Linked DNA regions of Mus musculus: regions 1 and 2 are each linked to region 3. Evidence: chromatin contacts called from public HiChIP or PLAC-seq data. All regions are on one chromosome and are shown on one strand. The core of a region is the stretch at or near the end of the contact, and the rest is flanking DNA. Distances in the headings are between cores, read along the strand shown. Region 1 has its middle 21 kb from the start of Bicral. Region 2 holds the start of Dnph1 (2'-deoxynucleoside 5'-phosphate N-hydrolase 1). Region 3 holds the start of Klc4 (kinesin light chain 4).

The links. HiChIP or PLAC-seq counts read pairs in DNA pulled down with a chosen protein or histone mark.
Region 1: a contact with region 3 is called in an H3K4me3 HiChIP or PLAC-seq map of embryonic stem cells, with 19 read pairs. The contact joins the enhancer-like site here to the promoter of Klc4 in region 3. A contact is called at or near these places in 5 of 484 Hi-C or Micro-C datasets (embryonic stem cells, erythroblasts, muscle stem cells and 2 more), 9 of 115 datasets of contacts at active chromatin or transcription factors (the SCID.adh cell line, double positive thymocytes, effector CD8 T cells and 4 more) and 3 of 9 other capture datasets (adipose tissue, liver and pancreatic islet).
Region 2: an H3K4me3 HiChIP or PLAC-seq map of the 230-238 cell line shows a contact between it and region 3, with 21 read pairs. The contact joins the promoter of Dnph1 here to the promoter of Klc4 in region 3. A contact is called at or near these places in 1 of 39 promoter capture datasets (hippocampal neurons), 2 of 484 Hi-C or Micro-C datasets (B cells and natural killer cells), 7 of 115 datasets of contacts at active chromatin or transcription factors (the 230-238 cell line, craniofacial prominence, embryonic forebrain and 3 more) and 3 of 9 other capture datasets (adipose tissue, liver and pancreatic islet).

Annotation. Positions count from the first base shown.
Region 1 is chr17:46,850,227-46,854,361 of GRCm38.p6, forward strand. It overlaps a transcript of Bicral not described here. Among named protein-coding and RNA genes, the nearest start is that of Bicral, 21 kb to the left of the region's middle. Within about 2 kb of position 2,690, at least 95 of the 459 cell types and tissues checked have an H3K27ac peak or open chromatin away from gene starts, as enhancers often do. A contact at or near this core is called in the SCID.adh cell line, adipose tissue, double positive thymocytes and 3 more, where this site is marked.
Region 2 is chr17:46,495,356-46,499,036 of GRCm38.p6, forward strand. Dnph1 (2'-deoxynucleoside 5'-phosphate N-hydrolase 1) reads left to right here and starts at 1,434. Exons shown (of 4, transcript NM_207161.3): 1 at 1,434-1,617; 2 at 3,070-3,138; 3 at 3,288-3,398; 4 at 3,522-3,681. The coding sequence starts at 1,455.
Region 3 is chr17:46,644,094-46,647,884 of GRCm38.p6, forward strand. Klc4 (kinesin light chain 4) reads right to left here and starts at 1,987. Exons shown (of 16, transcript NM_001357130.1): 1 at 1,882-1,987; 2 at 156-419. The coding sequence starts at 413. It overlaps Mrpl2 (mitochondrial ribosomal protein L2), which reads left to right and starts at 2,136. Exons shown (of 7, transcript NM_025302.4): 1 at 2,136-2,305; 2 at 3,297-3,465. The coding sequence starts at 2,210.

The DNA.
Region 1 (4,135 bases), core at 1,440-3,939, 210 kb after region 3:
AAAAATATATGGTTTGCTTCCTTTATATTAAAAGCTAAAAGTAAGGCTGGGTGGTGGTAGTGGGTGGCGCACGCCTTTAATCCCAGCACAGACAAAGGCAGGTAGATTTCTAAGTCTGAGGCCAGTCAGGGCTACAACAAAGAAGCCCTGTTTCAAAAACAAAACTAAAACAAGCTAAAATAAACTTCAAATCAAAACGACAAAACCCTGGTAGCAATCAAAGGCCTGTAACTCCAACTCCAAAGGGTCTTCGAAGTCCTCTTCTGGCCTCCGAGGGCACTGCATGCATGTGGTGCACATACATAAATAAACGCAGGCAAAACATCTAGACACACAAAATAAAAATAAGATCTCAAAAAACAAAGCAAAACCACAAAAACAAAAACATACTTTTAGTCAGGCATAAGTGCACTCCCAGCATTCAGGATGCTGAGGCAGGAGGACTTTTTTGAGCCCAGTCCTCTTGTATGAAATGAGTTCTAGGCCAGCCAGAGCAACAGAGTAAGTCTTTGTCTCAAAACAAAACAGGGCTGGGAATGCACATGTGAAAATCACGCCTGAGGCCCAGGCCTGCTCTCCAGCAAACACAGATAAACTGTCAGCTCAGGCCCGGAATGACACCTAGTATCCCAATCACCTTACTGCCAGGAGCTCCCCTTCCTAGGAGCACTGAGGATAACCTAGTCCTGAGGAGATAGGAGTCTGCTCCGGCATGTGTCGAGGCTGGTGTCAGGTTCATGGCCGCTCGTTTCACCACTGAACCTCCTCACCCCAGCAGCCTTGACTTTATTTTTTAAAAAGAACCAAAACAGCTGGGCAGTTGTGGTGCACGCCTTTAGCACTTGGGAGGCAGAAGCAGGTGGATTTCTGAGTTCGAGGCCAGCCTCGTCTACAGAGTGAGTTCCAGGACAGCCAGGGCCACACAGAGAAACCCTGTCTCGATCCCTCTACCCCAAACAAAACAACCCCCAAAACTCTGTTGTCCAAGCTCTCGCTCTCCTAAAGTGATCCTTACTTCAGCCTCGGACCCTGGGTCTTTTCAGCCAGCACCACAGGACAAGTGCCATCATGCCTGGTCAAGGTCAATTTTAACTTGCTAGACCTCAGAAATCTCAGCTGTATACAGCTGTACTAGTTGTAGATTAAACAGTTTAGTATAAATGCCAAAATGTAATAATTCAGGGACTCTTCCCAAGGGACCTTAGGTAGGTCATTGACTCTTTTCATAATACAGAAACTAGGGATGGACCTTCAGCAATATCTTCAGACAGGATCTCACCATGTAGCCTAGTTTGGCCTAGAACCCAGTGTAGTTCACACTGGCCTCAAATATAGAGATCCTCTTGCTTCTGCCTCCCTGAGAGCTGGGATTAAAGGTGTGTGCCACTGTACCCACCGACTTTAACATGTATTGAAAGGCCATCAGGGTGTGAAGCAGGATAAAAGTGAGACAAATAATATTTGTGAAATGTTTACATTCTAGCCAGGAACAAAGTTGAACTCCTGATGATGTAAGGAAGTTGGATTTGGTGGACCTGAAATAAGCCACTTTGAGAGGCAACACCTATCCTGACTTAAGAGCTTTGGTTCTTCTAACGCAGTGTTTGATGTGTTTGTAGCCAGTGAGCCAAAGAAGCCACAAGAACAGGAAGTGTTCAATTTACAACTTTATTAAGAAATTGATAATTAAACAAGTCACACCCTTTCAAGAGTGTCTAGGACTAAGGGAGCCCTTGGGACTTTCCTGAATGGAAGCACTGGAGGGAAGGGAGAGAGGACAGTAAAGACCCAGCGGCCCCACCCAGCATCCCATCCCAAGGCATCCTTCAAGCATCTTTATTAACACTACTTGCTGGGAGAGCTCTGCTCATCCCACATGCTGCTGCTTAGTGGCTGTTTCTCTTCCCCACTATTTCCATCCAACTAAGACACCTCCCAGGAATGCATCCTTTCTCCCTATATTCAGGCCTTCTTAACCTCCATCCCTAACAAATGGCCCTGCATCTTCTAAGCCAGTTACAGTAATCAATTTTGAATGCCTTTTTTCTTTTCTTTTAAAAAGATTTATTATTATATCTAAGTACACAGTAGCTGTCTTCAGACGCACCAGAAGAGGGCGTCAGATCTCATTACGGATGGTTGTGAGCCACCATGTGGTTGCTGGGATTTGAACTCGGGACCTTTGGAACTGCTGAGCCATCTCTCCAGCCTCCCCCACCCCCCCCTTTTTTTTTTAAAGATTTATTATATGTAAGTACACTGTAGCTGTCTTCACACACCCCAGAAGAGGGCATCAGATCTCATTACTGATGGTTGTGAGTCATCATATGGTTGCTGGGATTTGAACTCAGGACCTTCAGAAGAGCAGTTGGCGCTCTTAACCTGCTGAGCCATCTCACCAGCCCCCCCCCCTTTTTCCCTAATTTCCCTCTACTGTTATTCTGTAGCCAGTTCAAGGGACACGAACCTAAGAAAAAGTACTACCAGCTGCCTCAAAGAGGAGCCAGCTGGTTAAGGGTTTTATACATTTCCACTGGCATCCTTTGGATACTTTCTTCCCTCAACACCTCTCCCTCTCCCCAGTGCAACTGTGCAAAGGTCAAAAAGTCAAACTGGGGCTGGGAAACAGCACAGCAGTACAGAGCTCTCAGTGCGCAGACTCAGGGCTCCAGGCAGCAGCCTGCAGGTGTCTTATGTCCCACTTGCCCTGCAGCCCGAGATGACCAACAACTTCCTTCTGAAACCAGCCGCCACCTGTTCTTCCTGCAAGATGCTGGCCATGCGTGAGAGCACCACAGCCTGCCCTCCATCCCCGCCTCCGAGGTTTCACTCCCTCTAACTCCTGCTCTTCTTTTCTGCCTTCACTCCACTCTCCTCCCACCCTGATAAACCTTGTTCTTAGATCTGAAATTCTTTGTCCTTTCTCAAGAATCCTGCCCCTTTATCAGACTTGCTGTTTTATTAATCTCTCCCTCTTGGGTAGATACTCTCAGCTCATGTGAAAATGTTGGAAAATGGCTCTGGAGGTAAAGTGCCTAAGCCTTGGGTTTGATCTCCAGAACCATGTTAAAGATGAAAGACTTGACAGACCTACACACACACATTCTCTCCCCACACCAAGTACTCAAAATGAGGCTGTAACCCCGCTGCAGTATTTACTCCCCACTCTTTGAGCCCAGCCCTTCAACTCACACGGCAGAGAAGCTGCTTGTCAGATGGGTGGGCATGCCGCCACGGCCTAACTCCTCAGCATTCCACTGGGCACACTACTGTCCTTGCACAGCTTGGTCCACTTCTGTGCTCTCACATGACTTGGGCTGCTCCCAGGACACACCCACCAGCCAGTGACTTCTAACAGCTCAATTTTGGTACCCAACAAGTGGCATATGAATCCTGTCACCATCCCTTGCCAGCTAGTCCTCTTCTGGTCGTCTCCAAATTCTAAGTGGCACCGTCAGCCACTCAAAGCTTGGCCCATAAATGAGAAGCATAAATGAGAGGCATTCTTTTTTTTTTTTTTTTTTTTTTTTTTGGTTTTTCAAGACAGGGTTTCTCTTTATAGCCCTGGCTGTCCTGGAACTCACTTTGTAGACCAGGCTGGCCTCGAACTCAGAAATCTGCCTGCCTCTGCCTCCCGAGTGCTGGGATTAAAGGCGTGCGCCACCACGCCCGGCTGAGAAGACATTCTTGATTCCTTCCGCTCTTGCAGGACCAGACTACAGTGCAAACCTTTCTAATCCCTACCTTTTACACAGCGGTCAAATCGTCTATAAAGAACATGAGCACTTCTGCACTGGTAGTCCTAGGACTAGGAAACTGAGGCAGGAGGATCACATGAACACAAAACTTGAGCCCAAGCAATTAAGCACGACTATGATACTGAAGTTTCAAAACAAAAATCCTCCGCAGTGGATTGCTCGTTAGCAATGCTTGCAGCCCTGAGTTCAAATCCCCACCCTACTCCCTTAGACCATAGCTTCTCACTGCAATTAGGACAAATCTAAGAATTCCCTAAGTGGCCTAATCACAGCAGCTCCAGAGAAGCTCGGCAGCCTTCGCTCCCTTTCAGTCTGCTCTACACAGGCGGCTTGGAACGACAAACCCTGCTTCTGAGGTGGCTAGCACAGCTCATGCC
Region 2 (3,681 bases), core at 184-2,683, 150 kb before region 3:
AAATGGTGGGGAGTCAGGCTCTAGAAAGTGTAACCGTCTTGCCCGATTCCATATCTCTGTACCCATCAATTAGAGCATTCCTTAGCCCTCGTCAGAAGAGCTTCTTTTTGCAGATTAATAGGGTCTCTCGGAGACTGTAGAGTGTTTGAATGTAAATGGGCCATCTCCATGGAAGAGTGGGTTGAAAGACAGAGGGACTGCCATGAAAACATTGTTTCTGGACATGACAGTGGGGTTACACACATAACTCATAGAAGCTATGACTGCCCGTGCACGATCAGGCTGGTCCAAACCCTACCCTGTGTGGAGAAGGGCCCCATGCCAATAGCTGAAGCGTTGCTGACAGCTAACAGCTGGTGAGGCAGGCACGACCCTGAGAGGCTGCCTGTACTTGTTCCAGTAGATGGTTCCACACCGGTGCACACATAGGTAGCACTAATGGGCTCAGTGGGTAGGGAGGGAAGCTGTAGAGATGGTTCAGTGGTTAACAGCACTGGCCACTCTCCAGAGGACCCAGGTTGGATTGTCAGCACCTGCATGGTGGCTCACTGTGTCTGTAACTCCAGTTTCAGGTTAGCTCATTGTGCTCTTTTGGCTTCTTGGGGCATCAGGCATGCACATGATGTAGAGATATAAACTCAGGCAAACCACCTGTCTTAGTTAGGCTTTTACTGCTGTGCACAGACACCATGACCAAGGCAAGTCTTATAAAAAACAACATTTAATTGGGTCTGGCTTACAGGTTCAGAGGTTCAGTCCATTATCATCAAGGTGAGAGCATGGCAGTATCCAGGCAGGCATGGCACAGGCATTGCTGAGAGTTCTACATCTTCATCCAAAGGCTGCTAGTGGAAGACTGAGTTCCAGGCAACTAGGGTGAGGATCTTATGCCCACACCCACAGTGACACACCTATTCCAACCAGGTCACACCTATTTGAACAAGGCCACACCTCCAAATGGTGCCACTCCCTGGCCCAAGGATAAACAAACCATCACAACACCTATACACATAAAATAATAAAATAATCAAAGATAATAATTATTTTAAATAATAAATAAAAATGAAGTTGGTGTAGGGGATAGAAGATGGATTGGAGGGGAGAGAGAGACTGGGTTAGATTTGATTAAAACACTACATACATGTATGAATAATAAAATATTTTTAAAATAAGTTAACAATCTTTTTTAAATTTTGGAAAGATTAATGAGAGCCAATCACAGTTGCCTATGGATCCCGTACAGAGTTTGAGAGCACTGAGATCCGTACAGAACTACTTGAATAGCTAGGAGCTGGGGAGGGGCAGGTCACGGGGAGGAGTCAGAACTAATGAGCGGGTTGGCTCGGGAAGAGCCTATCCGGGAAGAGAGCGAGCTTGAAGAAGGTCCCCTTACCTCTGGGAGTCGCTTTCCCAGGTCACGTGGTAGCGGCGGCAGCGGTTGCCCGCGCGCGGCGATGGCGGCATCCGGGGAGCTGGTTCCATGCTCTGTGTACTTCTGCGGGAGCATCCGCGGCGGGCGGGAAGACCAAGCTCTGTATTCGCGGATCGTATCCCGGCTGCGGCGCTATGGGAAGGTGCTCACTGAGCACGTGGCTGATGCTGAGTTGGAGCCGCGTGGTGAGGCGACGCGGGCTGGAGACTCGCAGGCTGGGGACCTGTAGGCTAAGGGGACCGGCTGACTAGGGACTTGCCGGATAGGAGACCCACTGGCTAGTAGACATTCAACCTGGGGAACCCGCAGCTCATGTGACCCGCAGGCTAGACCGGAGGCTAGGGGATCTGCAGACTAGGACCTCGTAATGGTTAGGGGACCGGCTGGCTATGGAAGGTCCTGGATTATATGTGTACGTTCCATGCGCAGGTCAAGTGTCCCTGTCCAGCACACTGGAAGCAAGTGACAGCCCAGACCCAGCTTTGGGCTAGCAAGGCTTTGATAAGCTGGTCTGGATAAGCACTCCTCCAGTAGGAAAGTTGTACCTAGAACTCTTGTATTTCTGCTCCAAAAACTTTTAAGTAGATCTCCCTTGCCCCATGCAAGAACAAACTCCTAAGCTGTGGACTCTAAAGCAATTCTGGGAGAATCTTTTAAAAGACAAAGAATCAATCGTAGGCAAAAAATGCCAGGGGATTGGAAAGAACCTGTTTGTGCTTATGCTTGGCTAGCGCATGGTGTGTTTTGTTGATAGTTCTCCACCTTCAGCGCCAATGTCAGCACTCTGGAGGCAGAGGGTAGGATGAGTTCCAGGCCAACCTGGGCTACAGAGTTAACCCCTGTCTCAAAGAAATGAGACAAAACAGTCTACAGAGTGTGATAGCCTGGAGAAAACCTTTGAATCTGGGTTTTCTCCCCTAGTCACTTTTCTTGCTTTTTCTTTTTCTTTTCTTTATTTTGGAAACAGGCTGTCATAAACGCACAGTGACGTCAGACTTGTAGCCAAGGATGGCCTTAGAACTCGCCATCCTCCTGCCTTCACCGCCCAAGTGCTAGAACTACAGGCACCTGCTGCTACACACAACTTGTTAGTTTGTTTTTTGAGACAGGGTCTCTCTACATATCCCTGGCCATCATGGTACTTACAGTGTAGACCAGGCTGTGTTGGAACTCACAGATTTCCCCAGCCTCTGCTCCCGGGGCTGGGATTAGTGCTATGAGCCATGATCCTCAGGCTCACAAAAGAAGTTTTAGACAGTGTGGTTCTGCTCTGCCACCTGCAGAGCCTTACCGTCCTAAACAGCAGAGTTGATTCAAACTGGAAACTGTGATCCTGGCTCTCTGACCCCAGACACGCCCCTTGGATTCCGGGTGAGTCAGACCTTTTCCCCACACGCACCCAGCCCCACCCACACGTGCCTCCGTGAACAGGATTGCATTTTTCTTGTGGCTGTTTTGTTCTTCATCCCTTTAACAGACTCCTCTCCTGAACTGGCTTTTGAAGGTGCTGGGGCAAGGGTTCCCTCTCTCTGCCCCTCTCTGAGCAGGGTAGATTTGAGAAGCAGCGAGAACATAGAAGTTACTAGGTACTGAGTTGGGGTAGGGACCATCTCTGACCAGCTTGCCCTCAACCACAGGGGAAGAGGCTGCTGGGGGCGACCAGTTCATCCATGAGCGGGACCTGGCCTGGCTCCGGCAGGCCGATGGTGAGTGAGTAGTCCTCCCTTCTGCATGAGGGCTCCTTGGTGATGTCGATTCCTGGGCTATCCCTGACTCTACTATCCCCACCACAGATACACCGTCACCCCGTTCTTAAAAATCCCAGGTAGTAAGTCTTATTTTTCTCTCTCTGCAGTGGTCGTGGCAGAAGTGACACAGCCATCCCTGGGTGTTGGCTACGAATTGGGCCGGGCAGTAGCTCTTGGTAAGCCGATCCTGTGCCTGTTCCGACCACAGTCTGGCCGAGGTGAGTATTCCAGCGTGGAGTGGCTTACTCCTTCCTGGCTTTCTTCCTTTCCCAGTGGGCTGGGGCAGGGAGCAGAGTGGGGAGTATGGAAGGAAGTCAGTTTCACATTTCCCCCCTCCCCAGTGCTTTCCGCCATGATCCGGGGAGCAGCCGATGGCTCGAGGTTCCAGGTGTGGGACTACGCAGAGGAAGAAGTGGAGACCATGCTCCATCGGTACTTTGAGGCTTATCTTCCTCAGGGGACGGCTTCCTCCAGTAACCCAAGTGCCTGTCTTAACCCTAC
Region 3 (3,791 bases), core at 737-3,236:
TGTTCTATACTGCACCACCAGCATGCAGAAGAGTTGACACACAGTAGTCACTTAATGAACATTTAACGAATCAACAAATCCAAGTTTCTAGGACAAGGAGACCCCCAAACTTGCATCATGTCACTGGAACACTTGGCATCCCCCCTTATTCTTACCTGGGCCTCGCTCAGCCCCAGCTCGATGTTCTCCATAGACCGCCGCAGCTGCCGGGCCTTCTCATGGACCAGTCCTTCCTCATGGCCTCCCTGTTGCAGACACTCAATGGTGTGGGACAGGCTCTGCAGCACTGCCTGATGTTCACTGTGTAGGGCCTCCAGCCCTTGGCTCACCACCTTGGTGCTGCCCAAGATCTCCTCTTGACTGAGCCGGTGCCCTGCAGGCTCATCCCGCTGCCCCAACACCAAGCCTGACATCCTAGGCTAAAGAGAAACCACAGAGTTCAGGTGGGGCAGAGAAAAGACATACTACTAGAGATTGGTGGGCATCCCGCAAAGGGAAAAGAGTATGGCCGACCCCATGGCTAAGCTGATGAAAGAGGAGGAGTTCCACGGCACTGACCATAAAACTAAGGTGAGGGAGAGGAATTAACCTGGATAGAGATCTGTAGGACAATCGGGCAGGCTTGGAGCTAGAGGAATTCAGGACTTGGCAATTGGAGACAGAGCATAGGTTAGGGAAAGGAAGCAGGGGATCTGAAGCATTGTAAGAATCACAGAGGACTTGTGGGAGAGCTGTGCAGAAAGCAGTGTCCCAATAAAGGGGAAGGACCCAAGGTTAGGGATGTGGGAGTACAGGAAACAGCAGCCGTCATGACAAGGCTCTGGAAGGTTCAAGGTCTTCAGGCTGCATCAGCAAAGGCACTAAGCCCAGCACCTCCCAACCTGCTGATCTCCTTCCAAACCACCTTCTGGCCTCACTCCCCCCCCCCCCCCCCGAATTCAGCCGGTCTTCCTACTTCCTCCAAACTCATCCCTGAAGTCTCCTTACCTGCTTACAGAGCAGAAGCTCTTGGCTTCAGGCGGCTCCCAGGCCAGAGCCCGGAAGAAACTCTGACCTGAAACTAAGGATTTAGAAGGCTTTGTACTGCCCAAAGTCCAGAAGTCCGGCAGTCCCACCCCTTCTCTGTCACCACCTCACAGCCTCTCAGAGGACCTGGCACGGAGCCCCACCCAGGACAAACACCCTCCCTCCTCCAGCCTACAGGTTCTTCAAAGACTTGTACTAATGTCCCTTCTTCCTTAAGTCACTCTCCTCATTCCAGCTCGGTGCAGTTACTTTCTCCCGATAAGGAGACCTGCAGCAAGGGGTGTGGTGTCCCTGAGAAGGGAGACCCGGTTAGGATTCCCAACAGGATTACGGCAATCGCCTCCTTCCATAGCTTTGTCTGACATAATCACCTAACAGGCGCCTTAAAATGTCTCGCAAGTGCCGGATGGTTCAGGGATGCATAGCAGATCTGCTGAGCACAGTGGGGTCACGGAGCAAGGCTCCGAGCGCAGGCTACCGAAGCCTGAGGGCCCACAGTTCAGGAGTGTCTAAGGTTCCTGCCTCGCCCCGAGGGCCGAGGGTGAGGACAGAGTAAGATCGCCAAAGGCTGAGGGGAGAGGAAGGGCAGAGTGAGTGAGAACAGAGTTGCTGCCCGGGACCCGACATCAGACCAGCTCGAGGTCACAGTCAGGGGTTCCCATAGGGGGCGGGGCAGGTTATCCCACTGTCTGGACGCCGAGGGGCGGGGAAGAATCGCGGGGGGGCGGAGTTTTTGAGTCAGTCTAAAGTTTTCTGAGGTTAGTAGGAAGGGACTTATTCATTTGTCCCGGAATGTGGGAATAAGAGTCAGTGTAATCTTAATTCTCAGCCCCAGGGGTACTCCCAAAGACTCACCTGCAGTCTGCCGGTCCGGCTACCGCCTCCGTGGGTGCTGCCCCTTTAAATTTATCATGGCTGCCGCTCGAGGCAATTGTTTTGACGGCTCCAAGGGGCGGGGACTGCCGCCCGTCACGTGACCCGAGCAACCCCCCCCCCCGATGATTGGCTGAGAACTTGTTCTTTGGAGAGGCAAGAAAGCGTGTATCCTGCGGCGCTGCCGTTCTGTGCCCGCCTCTCTCGCGTCATTGGAAAGCGACGGGACCGGGACCGGAACGTCATCCCAGAGCGCCAGGCTCTGGATGAAGGTAAAAGCGAGCACGGCGCGGAGGAGCCCGGCCGGCCCATGGCGCTGTGTGCGCTGACGAGTGCTCTGCGCTCTTTGAGCCTGGCATCCGCGGCCATTACCGCCCGGGTTCCGACTCTGCTCCCTGCTGCCCAGGTAATCCGCTTACCTGGGAACTAGGATTGGTTCTTTCCGCCTGGGCTGTCCGGGATCCCGCAAGGCTAGGCGAGATCACGTGACCTTCGTTCTCCGTCAATCCCGATCTCAGATACGGGCTTCCAAGTGCTTTTGCAAGCCTTTACTAAACAGGTTGCAGAAGTAACATTAAGGTGCCAGCCGTAAACCAGGCAGAGAAGAGGACTGAATTAACCGACCTCCTGAGAGTTCTTATGCACATTTTGGGGATGAGAAACCTGGTCAGCAGTCTTACACCTTCTGGGGCTAGACAGACGGGCTTCGCAACTTGCCCTGCTACTGCAGATTAAACCTAGAGCCTCGCTCATTCTATGCGCTTCCTCTACCTCCTAGAACCAGTGCTCTTAACTGTTTTAATGTACGACTGGGTTATTGCTGATATTAGGGACTGTCGAACAGTGGGTCTGTAGTGGGCAATGGTGAATCACACACACACACAAAAGAAAGAAAGAAAGAAAAGAAAAGAAATTACTGATCTTGCTTCTCTGCATTTCTCAGGCTGAGCATGGCAGAATTTAGCGAATGTATATTTTATAATTCAAGCTAAACCAAACACTTAGTCTACAGCCAGTGGAAAAGCAAAATAATCATTTCCATTCATACTCGAAAATTCCTCAAACCGTGCATTGGGCAAAAGGCACCACTGCTGATGGTGGTGATAGGTGTGTGGAGTTTACCAGCTCTGGAGAAGTGAATTCTTCAGGGAAGGAAAGGTTTCCAGGCAAGAACTTGAAAGGATTTAGAAGATGATGAAAGGGAGACCATTTCCTTGGAGAATTATATCAGAGGTTTACCAAGTGATTACCAAGTAACTGGATAAACACATTACACTGGTATTTGTGAAGGTTGGAGATTAGGGGGCAGCGTTCTGAGATGTTTCTGGGAAGCTAAACTTAGTCTAGGTGCTTTCTTGCTTGGTTCTCTAAAAGAGAATATTTCCTTTAATCCCTAGATACAGAGCAATGTCCTCCTTCAGCTGCCCCCTGCCTTGGTGTCGCCCTCTTACCGCCCAGTGCATATGTCTGCGGACCGCAGTGCCAAGTTTGTGTCCTGGAAGAGTCGTACCAAGTACACAGTTAAACCAGTGAAGATGAGGAAGTCTGGGGGTCGAGACCATACAGGTGGGAAAAGGGCCTGGAGCATTCAGGAGGAAAGTGTGTTAGGCTCCTGGGGTTTTTTTTTTTTGTTTGTTTTTTGTTTTGTTTTGTTTTTTGAGACAGGGTTTCTCTGTGTAGCCCTGGCTGTCCTGGAGCTCACTCTGTAGACCAGGCTGGCCTCAAACTCAGAAATCTGCCTGCCTCTGCCTCCTGAGTGCTGGGATTAAAGGCGTGTGCCACCACTGCCCGACTGCATTAGCATCCTGGATGTCTATATAGCAGTGCACTATAGCTTGTAAGATGTCATTGAGGTGCATCTCACCGTGTGGGTCATGACTGAAGCTGAAGAA